Regions from separate parts of the Danio rerio genome. Here region 2 is linked to region 1. A link is a contact called in public HiCAR-type data. All regions are on one chromosome and are shown on one strand. The core of a region is the stretch at or near the end of the contact, and the rest is flanking DNA. Distances in the headings are between cores, read along the strand shown.

Region 1 (3,949 bases), core at 136-2,635:
GAGGGCTGCTGAATAACTACTGAGAGATTTCAGCTGCTGTCGGGGCTTTCACTGCCTTTTTCAAACACCCCTTTCTTCGTGTGTTCAATTATTTTTCCTGCGTCATTTAATTTTATTATGCATAACCTAATATGTAATTAGATTTTATTTTTTTTTTTGCATATGTGCATTTCTTTGGTTGTTACAAACATCCAGGGAAAATTTTAAGTCAATGCCACCTTTAGAAATATGTTTCCTGAGAAAAAATGGTGACGTGTTCATGGAGTGTGCTCAATACTTATTTTCCCCGCTGTATATTTAATTAATTTAGCATTCAAAAGCCACATGATAATATTGTCTTTTTCTTACTTTTGTTTAAATATTCTAATGACAATAAACAATATAATAAATATGGTATACTACCATTTATACATCACATAAATGCTGAATAAATAAGTTTTAATTGATGTGTAGCAAAATATCTGATACAAGATAAAAGTACTGTATTTGAAAATCTTGAATAGGGGAAAAATATGTAAATATTGAGAAAACCATCTTTAAACTAAAAAAAAGTTAAACTTTTACAGTAGGAAATGTAGAGAATATCATGGTGGAACATGATATTTACCTGATATACAAATGATATTTGGAATAAAAGAAAAATCTGTAATTTCGATCAATTTATTTTTTATCATAACACACAGTCAACTTTCAATTGTTTTGTAAAAATTAATCTGTGTAATGAAGGGAAATGTTGTCTCTTACAGGTATTCTTTATGGCACAATGACATTGGAGCTTGGTGGGAAAATCACCATTGAGTGTGAAAAAACTCAATGTTATACAGAACTTGAATTCAAATTGAAGGTATTTTAGAGTCTAAATAATGTAACATTTTCTTTTCTGGAATCTTACAATTGTCGTTTTTATTTTTCTCCAGCCTTTTCTTGGCAGCTCTTGTAATGTTAACCAGATTTCTGGAAAGATCCGGATTGGGGAGGATATTCTGGCTACAGTAGAAGGACACTGGGTAATAATAATTACACATTTTCACATATAAAAAAAATCATCAAAATTCAAAATCAAAATTATTATTATTATTATTATTATTACAATACTGATGATGATAAAATAATAATAATAAGAATAAGAATAATAAGAATAGTAATAATAATAATAATAATAATAATAATAATATGAAATCCTTCAAATGTCTTAAAGATTATAGACAAAACAATTAACTTTACAACAGACTACAAGATTTTTTATGACATTGCTTGGCGGCACATAATCTCACAGTTGTGTTTGAAATCCAAATTATTCCCCAGGACAGCAAAGTGCACCTGATAGAGAAGAAGACGGGCCACCAGGAGGTGCTGTGGAACCCTGGTCCAGACATACGCAGACAGAGGCTGAAGAAACGAGTGGTGCCGATTGACCAGCAGGAGGCGTTCGAGTCCGAGAGGTGCGGAAACACTTAGTCATTATAAAAATAGAGCAAAGCAAATAACAAAAGAAAGGAGTTGATTTTCATATCTTATTTTGCTTGTGATTTACCATATTACAATTAGTCGTTCTGCACTGTAAAACCTAACAAAGTACTGTAGATTTTACCCCAATATTTGTTCATTTTACTTATTGGAAGAAGTTGCTTTACTCTTCAAATTAAAGAGATAGTTTGCTCACTAATGAAAACTATAACATCATTTTTCACACTCCCTCATGTGGTTTTAAACTTTTATGAATTTCTTTCTTCTTTAGAACATAAAAGAAGATATTTTGAAGAATGCTGGTTGCTGGCACCCACTGACTTCCATAGTAGGAAAAAGAAATATCTTGGAAGTCATTGGGTGCCTGCGACCAGCACTCTTCAAAATACCTCCTTTTGTATTTAAAAGAATAAAGTCAAATAGGTTTTAAACAATAAATGATATCAGATCTTTCATTTTTGAGTCAACTATCTCTTTAAACAGAGCTCAATTGAAAAGTGTAACAGCAGATTTGCAGCTCTTATCCTGCTTTGCTGTTTAACTGTTAAGGCAGAGTAAATGGCAAAATTGAGTGTTATTTGATGTGTTTTGGCTCAAGTTTTATATAGATGGAGATTTGCTAGTGTCTAATCTTTTGTTCTTTTAAAATCTGAAAGGATTTTTGGAGCTTTTGGTGGCTGAAGCTATTCTTGTGCTGAAGATTAGTACCTGTGTTTATATCTAATTGGCCAAAGACTATTAAAGGAACACTTCACTTGTTTTTAAATAGATATTTACAGAGTTAAGCAGTTGAGTTTCACCATTTTTTAATCCATACAGTGTATATCCGGATCTAGCAGAAGCACTCTTAGCTTAGCTTAGCTTAGCATAAGTCATTCATTCATTCATTTTCTGTTCAGCTTAGTCCCTCTATTAATCTGGTATCGCCACAGCATAATGAACCGCCAACTTATCCAGCATGTGTTTTATGCAGCGGATGCCCTTCCAGCACACCCCATCACTGGGAAACTCCCATACACTCTCATCCACACACACACACTACAGACAATTTTAGCATATCCAATTTACCTGAACCACATGTGTTTGGACTTGTGGGGGAAACTAAAGCACCCGGAGGAAACCCACACAAACACGGGGAGAACATGCAAATTCCACACAGAAATGCCAACTGACCCAGCCGAGGCTCTAACCAGCGACCTTCTTGCTGTAAGGCGAACGTGCTACCCGCTGCGCCACCACGTCACCCTAGCATAAATCACTGAATCGGAATTGATCCTCAGCATCTCATTAAAAAAAAAAAATTAAATAAAAAAAGATATTTGATAATTATCATATTAAATGCTTTTTCCTTTTGTACTTGCATATAACAGCGAAGTCCCTCGATTACAAAGATAAGGGTGAGAGTTTACTAGAATAAGAGTTTGGTTCCTAGCCTAGGAAAAAGCAAAAAAATTGTATCTGCCTTAGTATATGTACAGAGTTATATAAGAGTCAACCTTTAAATGTAATCATTTTCAAAACTCCTATTAATATAGCTTTTTGAGCCAAATGCTAATAGATTAATCCAATTCAATGATTTATGCTGAGCTATGTTAAAAGCGCTCCCGCCAGACCCAGAGATTGACTAAATGGATTTCAAATGAATGAATCTCAACTCTTTAACTCTAGCTGACTTCTAAAATTAGCCTATTTCCCCAAAAATAACTATGTGGATATGTATTATGCTATCTTTAGCTAGCATTTAAACTGAAAGACATGAGTTTAATGCAATTTAATTGAGTTTTATATACAGAAACCCGATATACTAGTATTACTTTAATAGCTTAAAACACAATTAATACTAATACTAGCGGGTGTCATGGTGGCACAGTGGGTAGCATTATCGCCTCACAACAAGAAGGTCACTGGTTTGAGCCTCGGCTGAGTCAGTTTCTGTGTGGCGTTTTCATGTTCTCTGTGTGTTCGCGTGGGTTTCCTCCGGGTGCTCCGGTTTCCAAAAACAAGGTGAAATGGATAAGCTAAATTGTCTGTTGGATATGTTTGTGAATGAGAGTGTGTGGATGTTTCCCAGTGATGGGTTGCAGCTGGGAGGGCATCTGCTGCAAAAAAAAAACACATGCTGGATAAGTTGGTGGTTTATTCCGCTGTGGCGACCCTTGATTAATAAAGGGACCGAAATGAAAATGAACTATCAGTATTTGTTGGTTGACCCTTATTCTCAGTAACAGCCTGTAGTCTGTCAGCCAGGTTCATGTAAACATATACTTCAGTATTTACTCACTAAAGCAGCTAATAGACATCCAATTTAATTGTTCAAGGATCATAATTTTCTATTTTGTGTGTAATATGTCAGTGTATATCACTATCCACACATGCAAACTAAATATAGTGTCCTTTTATTATTTAATTGTCGTAATTTATTGTTTTCTATTGGCCGAGCTAGTGTGATTTAAGCATTTACCAGTATTTGCTAGCCACTAAT
Region 2 (3,522 bases), core at 50-2,549, 130 kb after region 1:
TGCTTTGAGCACACTTCCTCAGGTGACAGCAGCACATACCAGACAGTTTATTAAAAATACACAGCTGGATCTAATCTCACTATAGTTGTTAAATGTGATATTTACTACATCTATAATTAATATATTATATATCTATAATTAATATATTATATATATATATATATATATATATATATATATATATATATATATATTTACACACACACATATAAATGTCACTTTAAGCTGATCACTAGTATCTTGAAAAATACCTAGTAAAAGCAAGTCATCATGGCAAAGAAATCAGTTATTATAACTGAGTTATTAAAACTATTATGTTTAGAAATGTGTTAAAATCTTCTCTGTTAAACAGAAATTGAGAGAAAAAAATAAACAGGGTGGCTACTAATTCAGACTTCAACTTGATATGAAACCATTCCACAGTTTAACATAACTGACTGCAGACGTGTTGCCATGTGCTAATTGAGAAATAAATGTGGAATGACTAAACTTAGTCCCTTTACAACTAACCGTTACTGACGCATGAAGCCTTTAAATATTTTTTTTGTCAATGACATGAATAGAGGAGTGTTGCTCTACAGCACATGTTTGTGTAGGCAGTAAATACCCATACTGCATTCTGTGACGATTCAGATGTTTACAAACACAACAAAAACAGCAAGACCAGAAGGAAGTCCAACTCACCATTCCATCAGGTGAGGCTAGAAAAAAAAGAGAGAAAAAAATTTAATTAATATTAGTATTATTACTGGCACAGAGCAATTTTATTTAGCATAAAGCTAAATCTTACCAAAAAGGGTCACATTTGATCTCAATAAAGCTAATTATTATGATACAATTATGACAATTACATTTTCAGCTAAATTTCGATTATTGTTAATTAAATGTTCCTTAACTTGACTGAAATAATTTTGTGTAACAAAAATACACCATTTTTGCACTTTTGTATTGTGGTTATGAGAATTAGGGTAAACTAACTATTATCTCAATGAGAATATGGCTTCCCCAAAAGGCCTCATTTTGAATCTATTTTAGTGAGAAATATGAAAAACAATTAGAATATTTTTTATTCAGTTATTCTGATAAGTTTCTTGACACTTGATCAAAGTTAGTCCTGAAGGAGACATCCCCTTCAGAGTCTGTTCAGATATTCGTTCCAACATAGAAAGGATTACATCATTCAGTTACAGCCTCATTGCTGCCATTTTATTCTAAATGGCACACCTATGACTGGAATGTTGCGGAAATCACTGTGGTAACCAATAAATCACACATATCCGGTGACAAGTTCAATGACCGTAACTAGCGTCTCTTTCTCACAGTCTGTGGACAGGTTGGGTTACATTCTTTACCTGACGCTCTGTAAAGCGTTGATGGAGAAAAATGTGCTTAAAATGCAAAGCATTCAATGTTCAGCATTTTTGAAAGGCCAAATGAGGTGAGGGAAACACTACAATGTCATGGCAGTTGAAGATACAAATTCAACTGACATTCTTTGATTGGAATGACAGAAGGATAATAAAAAAGGCGGGACGACAGGCGAGATGTTTATTTGACTCTGTGTTTGGCTATTAATAACTGAAGAAGTTCCTTAAGGAACATGCAGTCACTGCGACTGTTTATTATGTGACAAAATGAACAAGAACCTTTTTAGATGCACAGAACAAACTATTTAGTACTAGACTTAGGGTTGTATAATGTTTTTTTACATTTTCAACTTCATTTAGTTTGCAATATGTGCATGAGGATTACAGAAGTCCACTCCAAATAGATGTATTATTATTATTTTCATATCTATCAAGTATTCTACAGTGGCCGAAAGAGCTTAAATAAGCTGCGAGTTAAAGGAACACACCACTTATTTTATGTAATTCCCCTAGAGTTAGACAGATTTTTTAATTTGTTGATTTTTTAACTCATTCATCTGATATTCGGGTCTAGAGTTAGCACATTTAGCTTAGCTAAGCATAGACCATTGAATCAGATAAGACCATTAGCATCTTGCTCAAAAATTAACAAAGTGTTTTGATAATTTTACTATTTTTGAAGCTTCACGCTTACTGGATTAAAAATGGTAAGACTCGATTATTTAACTCTAGGGGAGTTAAGCCTTTAAGAAAACATAAGCAGTTGGAAACTGAAAGTAAAGAAACACTTAGCTTAGCATAGATCATTGAATCGGATTAGACCATTAGCATCTCGCTCAAAAATGACCAAAGTGTTTTTGATCATTTCCCTATTTTGAAGCTTGGCTATTAATAGATCAAAAAAATGATAAAACTCCACTCTTTACCTCTCGGGCAGAGCTGACCAAAGTAGGGCCAAAGTTGGCCCATGGTAACCTCTGATTTGGCATGCCAAACAATCAAAGAAGAGACGGACAAATGATGGGGAAGTTTGGGGCGAATTCCTCAAACAGAGATCGTTATTCTAATTTTATATGAACTTTTGCTTGTTTGTTTAGGCCCAATCCCAATTCTATTTTTGCACCCCTACCCCTTCCCCCTTACAACCAAGTATGAGGGGGAAGGGCTTCAAAACTTACCCCAAAGAATTGGGCAAGCACTACAGCACCTGCATCTGTTATCGCAATCTCTTGCTTCATATGAGATCAGACGATGGCGACTGCTGTAGTGATTCCACAGTGGCCATATTCATCTTTGTAAACATTAGAAAGCCACTAGAAAAGCCACTAGACTTTTCTGACAGGGTATTCGAGTGCCAGAATGTTGTGGGACTGCTATAAAGGAGGAATGATTATGGATTATAGATCGCCAAATTTAGCTTTTTTTTGACGGTAAAACATAAACGCAGTTATGAATATATAAAAATGTGTTTTTGCCGTAAAAGTTCATAATAATGACAAAAAATACAAATTTATGGATCTCCTCACATCTAGGTTCTGCAATACTGCCATTGTGGTTTTGAGTGTGGTCCTAAAAAAAATAAAAAATTTAAAAAAAAAAACCTTCACCCCTTTACTTTAGCCGTACACCTTCAAGCTAAAGACAATTAGGACACCCCTACCCCTTCACGTGAACGTGCAAAACGTGGGGTAAGGGAAAGGGTAAGGGGTAGAACATGGATTGGGTCTTAATTGCTGAGCTACAAAAAAAAAATGAAATTAAATGTTTCACTTAAAAGTGAATTCATCAGATTTTTAAAGGGTCATGAAACCCTAAAACACACATATACATATATATTAATTTAATAACATTTAAAATAATGTTATCATGGCAACTTTATCGTAATAAAGTTTGGTATAGTTATCTTCGGCCCACCCACCCTCAATCAAGTTTGGTTTTTGGCAGCAGCAGTCTCTCAGCCTCCGTACACGTAGGGAGTTTTAATCTGGACTCCCTCAGAGGTTTTAATTGTGTTTCCGAGTTTTAGGACATGCACGTCACAATACATGTCGAACTTAAACATATTCCCACCCAAATGAGGGAGGTTCAACGCACAATCTGACAGATGTGCGTGCTTTATGTCTGTATGCTTCAAAAACTATAAATCAAGCGTTTA

Evidence for each region. HiCAR-type assays count read pairs that join an accessible place to other places.
Region 2: a contact with region 1 is called in a HiCAR-type map of caudal fin, with 8 times the contacts expected there. The contact joins two enhancer-like sites. A contact is called at or near these places in 5 of 18 Hi-C or Micro-C datasets (caudal fin, embryo, fibroblasts and 2 more) and 1 of 4 datasets of contacts at active chromatin or transcription factors (caudal fin).

What each region holds. Positions count from the first base shown.
Region 1 is chr25:24,641,891-24,645,839 of GRCz12tu, forward strand. osbpl5 (oxysterol binding protein-like 5) reads left to right here. Exons shown (of 23, transcript XM_068217533.2): 16 at 747-844; 17 at 918-1,007; 18 at 1,306-1,442. Among named protein-coding and RNA genes, the nearest start is that of osbpl5, 80 kb to the left of the region's middle. Within about 2 kb of position 1,386, at least 7 of the 62 cell types and tissues checked have an H3K27ac peak or open chromatin away from gene starts, as enhancers often do. A contact at or near this core is called in caudal fin, where this site is marked.
Region 2 is chr25:24,770,807-24,774,328 of GRCz12tu, forward strand. nap1l4a (nucleosome assembly protein 1-like 4a) reads right to left here. Exons shown (of 15, transcript NM_001089347.1): 10 at 685-701. Among named protein-coding and RNA genes, the nearest start is that of nap1l4a, 18 kb to the right of the region's middle. Within about 2 kb of position 1,300, at least 10 of the 62 cell types and tissues checked have an H3K27ac peak or open chromatin away from gene starts, as enhancers often do. A contact at or near this core is called in caudal fin, where this site is marked.